Regions from separate parts of the Zea mays genome. Here region 1 is linked to region 2. Evidence: chromatin contacts called from public Hi-C data. All regions are on one chromosome and are shown on one strand. Each heading gives the region's core, a stretch centred on a gene start, on an enhancer-like site or on the middle of the called end of the contact. The rest is flanking DNA. Distances are from core to core; before and after follow the strand shown. Region 1 holds the start of LOC103649981 (geranylgeranyl diphosphate reductase, chloroplastic-like). Region 2 holds the start of LOC100283930.

The links. A called contact is a pair of places that touch in the nucleus more often than the background predicts.
Region 1: a contact with region 2 is called in a Hi-C map of ear, with 2.1 times the contacts expected there. The contact joins the promoter of LOC103649981 here to the promoter of LOC100283930 in region 2. A contact is called at or near these places in 3 of 25 Hi-C or Micro-C datasets (ear, leaf and tassel).

Annotation. Positions count from the first base shown.
Region 1 is chr3:40,102,602-40,106,622 of Zm-B73-REFERENCE-NAM-5.0, forward strand. It overlaps LOC103649981 (geranylgeranyl diphosphate reductase, chloroplastic-like), which reads right to left and starts at 2,135. Exons shown (of 1, transcript NM_001323411.1): 1 at 685-2,135. The coding sequence starts at 2,049. The coding sequence ends at 712. It overlaps LOC100284614 (BCAS2 protein), which reads right to left. Exons shown (of 7, transcript NM_001317967.1): 4 at 3,776-3,845; 5 at 3,560-3,693; 6 at 2,937-2,994; 7 at 2,528-2,846. The coding sequence ends at 2,946.
Region 2 is chr3:39,846,559-39,850,297 of Zm-B73-REFERENCE-NAM-5.0, forward strand. LOC100283930 reads left to right here and starts at 2,452. Exons shown (of 10, transcript NM_001156828.2): 1 at 2,452-2,989; 2 at 3,082-3,138. The coding sequence starts at 2,591.

The sequences.
Region 1 (4,021 bases), core at 885-3,384, 260 kb after region 2:
GTATATCCAGAGCACATGTGCTACCACAGGAGATAGGTTTGTACGAGGGTCTTGACTGGCTCTCGAACAACATTGCAAACAAGGTATTGATTACCAAACTCCACACACTCGTTTGCAAAATTATTGTAGTTTAATCAGCATTCCCATGATCTTTGAAATAAGTCGGACCTTTTTCGCTGCTTAGCATTACCAAGACTGTCATGTACTCATGCGGCACACTGACATACCAATGAACACAGGCCTGATTGGATATTTCTGCGGTTTCACGGAGCACATGGTGAGGCATTTTCCGCAGAAACGGAGCCATGGTCATTTTGATGATTGTTGTTTCATTGGAATGTTTAAGTGTTGTATTTCTTTGGTAGGCTTTTCAGAGAGCTGGTTTTGTTTTGTACTTATGTTGCGTGATTACTCTCAATACATGTTCCGATGTTAAGACACTGTAATTGGCCATTAGCGCTGGTAGATCGTTTACTGAGCAATTCAGTTCATTTTAATGCATCGCAATTGTGCTGTACGATAAGGTTATCACTTGACATTCGCATTGTGGGTATAGTTCGATATGTATCCGGTTCCTAACCACAGCTTATTCATGGCAAAGTTTTAAGATCTTTACCAAATTTCAAAGGAAGGGTATAAAATGCATTGAGAAAACGATGACAACGTCAATCGGCCACATCTTACATTATTATTATTCAGCAAAGCTCCTATCTAGCCTTGCAGCTCCAGCCGTCGCAGGCGCTCCACCTCCCTGCCGATGACGCCGCAGCGCACCATGCTGGCCACCGTCCGCCACAGCAGCCGGAGGTCGCCCCACGGCTCGCCAGGCACCATCCGCTTGTACAGGTAGCTTTCGAACGTCCGCCGCTGCACGTAGTCGTCGGAGCACATCTCCACCAGCGCCTCGCGGCCGGCATTCCCGCCGTAGAACACGCGCTGCAGCAGGTCCAGGAACCGGAACATGAGCAGGAACTCGTCGTCCCAACGCCGCAGGTAGCCGCGCCTCAGCCCGGCCTCCGTCACGGAGCCCGTGCGCGCCCACTCCTCCGCCATGGCCTGCCCGCACAGCCGCCCCGACTTTGCCGCGAAGTAGATGCCCTCGCCGGAGCACCGCGTGACGTACCCCGCCGCGTCGCCGACTAGGGCCACGCGCCCCACGACGCGGCGCGGGCGCGGGTGCTCTGGGATCGGGTGGGCCTCCACCTTGACTACGCGGCCGCCGGCGATCTTGGGGCCCGCGCGCGCCCGGATGCCGGACTGGAGGCGCTTGATCTCCGGCTTGGCGGCGACGGTGCCGGTCCCGACGGCCACGTGGTCGCACTTGGGGAACACCCAGCCGTAGAAGTCCGGGGACACGTCCCCGCCCACGTACATCTCGGCGAGGTCGTCGTAGTACGCCATGCCGGCGTCGGGGAGGCGGATGCGCTCCTGGAACGCGATGGCCGTCGTGTAGTCCCCGGCCCCGACCTCGCGCGCCACGCGGCTGTTGGCGCCGTCCGCGCCGACGATGGCGTCCACCTCCAGCACGCTCCGTCCCGCTCCCACGCCCTCCGGGGAGGACGAGATGTAGTGGACGAGGTAGGGGTCGGCGGGCCCCGCGGGGAGCGAGAGCGAGGTGACGAGGCCCGGGACGAGCTCGGCCCCGGCCTCGACGGCGCGGCGGCGGAGGAAGGAGTCGAGCACCTCGCGGCGGAGCATGGGGATGTGCGCCCCGGGGGGCAGCGCGCGGGAGAAGTCGGCTGCGAGGTTGGAGGGGGAGAGCACGCGCATCCGGGTGACGCGGCGGTCAACGAGGTCCCGCGGGATGGCGAACTCGTCCAGCATACAGAGTGGGATGGCACCGCCGCAGGGCTTGGCGCCCGCGGGGCTGCGCTCGAGGAGGAACGTCCGGGCCCCCGCCGAGGCCAGCGCCTCGGCAGCCGACGCGCCCGCGGGGCCACCCCCCACTACGGCGACGCGCAGCGTGCGCGCTGACGACGATGAGGAGGTGGTGGTGGCTGAGCAGGAGATGATGATGCGCGCTGGCGAATAGCAGGCGGCGGCGGCCATGGTTGTCGCTGTGGTTTGGGCGACTCCGGGAGATTCACTATGGGCTGGACGCTGGAGATTTCCTTCTTGGAGTCTAGCTGCAGGCGCGGTGTGGTGGCTCTGCAGTGGCAGTGTGACAGTTGGAATATGGGTAACAATATGATCTAAATTTTACAATAAAATTTAAGGATCTAATTAAAATCAAGTCTTATTTTTATTTATTTTTTAACTACAATTTATTTAAGGCACTATCATTTTATTAAGAAACATTTGGATCTTAATTCATTACCACCTCTACGTCCTCTACTTGGAACTCGGAAACGGGGGACGAGCCGTCCAGGTACGATTTCGAAGTGTCACTTGTTTACCGTTGGATCTAAAATGGACACATCAAGTGCTTTCAAACATACAGATTTAAAAAAAACCCGGGTTTTTGAAATGCACTGTCTGCAAACACTTGTAAGCGTGTTCAGAAGAGGGCAAAGCACAAGGTATTTTCAGAAACAAGCAGAAAATCAAACAGAAAAGCTTCATGTAAGAACTCAATGTCAACTGGAGAGTCTGCATACATCAGCTGCATTTCTCTTGCCACAAGTTAGGGCACTTCAACGGACAACAATACACGAATTTAGATTCTTCCTCTGCGAGGTGTTTTCAGGAGCACAGGTCATGGGATTGCTAGGCACAGTCCACATTGTTTTCAATATCAAACAGACTGTCCCATATGACAATTGCAGGACAGGTAATCACAATGGCTAATGAAACGTCCAGCTGCCAGACTCAAATGAAGCGTAGCTTCTTCCTTGCCACCTCTGTATCTGTAGTAGCAACAGCATAATTTTGTAAACATAACGGAAACAATGGCTGTCTCGTGGCGTCTCAACTTAACTGGACGGCACATAATGTACCTCAAATCCTCATGATGCTTGTGGGTCGGTTCCTGAGTTGTCGTCCATGGGCATTCCCCTGTTAACAAGTATTCTATCACGATTCATATGTATAGATGGAAAGGTCGGCCTGATCTGGTTAAAACATTTTCTGGGTAAACCCGCCCCAACCCGTAGGCCGTAGCTATTCTCCTCCGGTTTGGTACCCACAGATACGACAACAGCCAAGGTGGTGGCAGTGAGCGCCATGCAGGTGTCGTACAACAGATCGTAGGCCACACGGAAGAGGACATATCCGCCTCCGTGGAAGTAGATGATCAGCGGCAGCCAGTCATGGACGCCGGACCCGGACGGCACGAAGAGGCAGCACAGATGAGATGGGAAGGCAGGATTGTCAAGGTAGCGGCTGCAGTTTCTTTACTCAATTGGCAGGACCGGTATCAGCAACTTCAATAAGATAGGAAGGTGCACCGACAGCAGGAAGAAGATGAACCCACGGGTTAAGTGGTTTGGACACGATGCAAACCAGCATGTACATTGCCTCTATGTGCGGTTTGCTATGGTCTTCCTGGGTTGGGCTGGGTTGTAACCAGACTATGAACAGGCCTAGGGAGAGGGAGGGGGGAAGAAGAGAGTACACGTACAGTTCTTTTGCTTCAAGTTTAAGCTGATCAATATGATTCTGCAGGTCAACACAAGCAGCCTGAATAGCTATATTTTTTTGACACAGCTCCTGCCATTCCATTTTCAGGGCATGCAGCTGTCCTCCAGTATTTTGCTGATTAAAAAACAAATTATGAGCTGACAATGAAATATTATCATGACTCAAACTTCCAAATAAAGAGATCAATGCTTATAACCTGGTGGAACTTCCTCTCGCGATTGACATTTTCTATCCTTTCATTGTATTCTACAGCCATCTTTTGCATCCTGCATATAAGATGGCAGATCATGTCTCAAATCCATATAAGTGTGACACTGATTGGTAATATTTTAAACCTATAAAACATGTAGAGTGCTTCAGTGGACATCTAAGCTCGCACTATCACTGACATATCACACATAAGATCAACAAAATATGATTTAGATACATCATTTTTTGTCGC
Region 2 (3,739 bases), core at 1,202-3,701:
AAGCAAGGCGCAACAATCAAATAGGGTAACAGTCGAGTGTTTTGGCTAACTCTTCTGCTGTAGGATCCTCATGGTACTTTAGAACTTTAAAAAAACCAACCATTCTCTGGATAAATATATATACATGTCCACATGAGAATTGTATGTATAGATACTATGCCAGGTCCATCGGTGCAACTTATAAGCACACTATGCCAGCAACAACTCTCCTAATCTTGTGCACTTGATACTAAGAAATACAACTTATCCAAACAAACTTTCTAAGGCTATCGCCGACAGCTTACTCATCTTCATCTCCTATTTCAAACTGCACTCTATAAACAGTGCAGTCTATAGTAGTACAATACAAAACAGTGTTTTGCACGGTGATATGCGCAGTCTGCTGGCTATAGCCTAAGAAAATGAAAGTCTGAAGTGAAGACTAACAACCTGATATATATTATAACCAAGGCACGCTCACCACATGTTCCTGTTGCCTCATGCTGCCATTGGCGCGTTCACCCTCTTGGCGCACCTAGAATACTGCTTGCTTCACATAACATCATACCAACTTTTTAACACTACGTTTTTAATTTTCTTTCTCACAATGTACAGAGCATTGGAAGGTGTATTGGAAACAACGTTAATGTCAAGAACAATTGTATGAAGAAGGGCTCAATACACCCATTACCGTGGTGGCTTGGGACATTTGGAAACACAGGAATGAGTGCCTTTAATGGTGAAAGTCCAAAAATCACAATATTACTGCATATAATCACAAATGAATTAGCCTCATGTTGAGACCGAGCAGGTATGCCTAATGAGATTGACGACACTGGAGCTGATAAATTAGCGGCAACCTGACCAAATAAACATTTGGAATGAAAACTTTAATCATAAGAACATCAGAGTTCAGAAGGACGAACCTTGAAGGTACAGAAGCATCCTACATTTATTTGATGAGAACACCCAAGATGAGAACACCGAGGGTGGGCAGACCACAAGCTTCTTGCCAGAGTGGGTGGGCAGACCAGAAGCTTGCCCCCTCTAGCCTTCTTTGCACCCACATTGCGAGCTTTAGTCCTTCCAATCAATGACAGAAGTGTAAGCGTCTTCCCTAGCCCCATATCATCAGCAAAGATCCCGCCCTTTTAACGGCGGTGGTCGTTTCTCCGTCTTTTGATTGGTAAGCACGTTCTCGAATCCCCCATCTTCACCTTCTTGCCAGAAGGGCGGCAGGTCGGCAGACTCCTCCCGGTGCACCATCCACCCTAGCGCCTCCTTCTGGTGTCCGAAGAGCTCGGATAGCACGACATCCCCGGGCGGGTCCATGCGCTGAGTCTGATTCTTCCCTTCTTTCCCCACAAGCGAGAAGAGCTTATCGACATCGTGGTCGCGGTCCGGTTTCTTGAACTGCTCCATGACCACGCCCGCTTGGGAGAGGGTGAACTCGGGGTGGTCGACGTGGATGAGGTCGATGCCAGCCTCGTGGAGCGCGGCCTCGACGACGGAGGCGGCGGCGGGGCGCGCGAATAGGTGGACCTGGCAGGGGAGGCTGTAAGCGTTGGGGTTGATCTTCGAGCCCGACCGGGGCATGATGCCCTGCGCCACGACGAGGAGGTGGGAGTCGAGGAGTGGGGCGAGCACTGCCGCGAGGACGCCTGGGAGGTGGCCAACCTGGTCGTTGCGGGCGTTAAAGACGACGATGGCGTTGTTGTCGTACTGGTTGAGCGGCTCGCGGCCGGCGACCTTGCCGCGGTAGTAGAGCATACCAACGATCTTGGAGATGATGAAGCCCAGGAGGTAGGGCTCGTCGTCGTCATCAGCGGAGGCAGCGGCGCCGCCGCGGGAGGAGGAGGCCGCCATGGCCCGGTGACAGTGGGGGACGCAGGGGAGGAGGAGTGGAGGGTTTGGGATTGCGGGGTTGCACGGGGCATGCGCGCAGGGAGGCGGGCACGGTTGCGACGGCGGATTGCTCGGGACGTGCGCGCGGGGTATGCGGCTGCCGTTGCTGATGATGGATTGCCGTGCGCAGAGAGGAGGCGAGGGCAGTCTACACGAAAGCCTTAATAGTTAGTAGAGAATAGCTCTATCTTTAGATGTTTTAAACCGTTTAAAAAGATGTTTGATTGTGTTTTAACTTTTCCCAGACAAAAAGATAGAGTCGAGCCGAACGGACTCATAGACTAATAGTCCTATTAGTAAACTAAACTCCAAGTTAGATATCTCTTGTTATTTTAAATCTTATTTACCCCATTTATATCCATTTAATATAATTAAGTTATATTTGCTCTCAAATATTATACAGTATTTCGGAATGAAGCCGGATTGCTTTGGACAAAAATTCCCGATGCAGAGACCAGAGACCGGACGGGAGAAAAAGTTCGCCTGCGTGTCCACGACACACGCCCGCTCCAGAACGGTATCACATGCGGGTTTGATTATGCGTTAAGCACGACTATAATCCCTACCGAGCTATCCTATCCCTATCCCCTCTTTTGCTTTCCTTCCCCCGCCTGCTCAATTCTTCTCGTGCTGTCACCCCTTTCTTCAATCGCCTCCCGATTCCCGCGGGGCTCGCAGATCCCGGAAGGACACCCCGCCGCCCCCGATGAGCCGCCACCGGGTCGAGACCTGCGACTCGTGGCGGCCCCCGCGGAAGAACCACGCCGGTGCGCCGCCGCTCCTCCGCGCGGGGCCTCGGCTCCTCGCCTTCGCCTCGCTCTCCGTCCGCGACGGCGGGGACTCCGCCGCGGCCGTCGCCAAGGCGGTTGAGGAGGCGGTTGTCGTACGATCCGATGAGGTGAAGGAGGCGGTGGCCGGGGAGGAGAGGAAGAAGACGAAGTCGACGGAGCGCAGGCTGCCCCCCGCGGCGCAGCTGGTGAGCCATCCGCTCGCGCTGCTGGCGCTAGTACCCAACAGCGCCGCGATCTTTGCCGCGGGGGCCGCCGCGGGCACTGTAGCCAAGACCGTCACCGCGCCCCTCGACCGCGTCAAGATCCTCATGCAGGCACGCCACCCACCGTGCGGATCTAATTCGGTCTTCATACTATTGCTTTGCGGCTGACGCGATTTAGTTTTGTTCTTTTTTCATCTATCTAGACGCATAGCGTGCGGGTGGCGGGAGAGAGTGCCAAGAAGGGTGTTGGATTTCTCGAGGTAACCAATATGAGGCGCTTTTCTTTGCTGGATTTAGTTTCACCCTGATGCTGTGCATTCAGACATTACCTTCTGAACTTACATTTTCTGTGGAAATTTCTCATCTCCTGCGCTACGTTCTTTGTGGAAAATTCACATCGGTGGAATATTCTGAAGTACACCAGAGAAATATTCTGAAATACACCAGAGTTTATAGAGTGAATTCCTTTATAGAACTTATCTTAAGACTTTAACAGGATACGAGGTTCCCGATAACTTTCTTGCATCAATGCTAGGGATACGATTTATACTGGTCAATTGACAAATGACTGCATTAGGAAAAGAAATCCTATGCTTAATATAATATCAGCACAGATAAGAAAGCTTAATATACAAATCACTAATGAATTAATGGGCGTGTTGCATATGTCCTTGGATGGGGTCTCTTTTCCGAGTCTATGTCATGTTGCTTTCTGACATGCCTATTGAAAATAGGGATCCACAAATATGCTCAGGTAGTTATTGTGCAATTATAACATGGGTACTAACCATCCGACTGAACCAGTAATCCTAATCGTTTAGATGGGCTTGAATTGTGAATTATAATGCTTTCTTTAAAAAA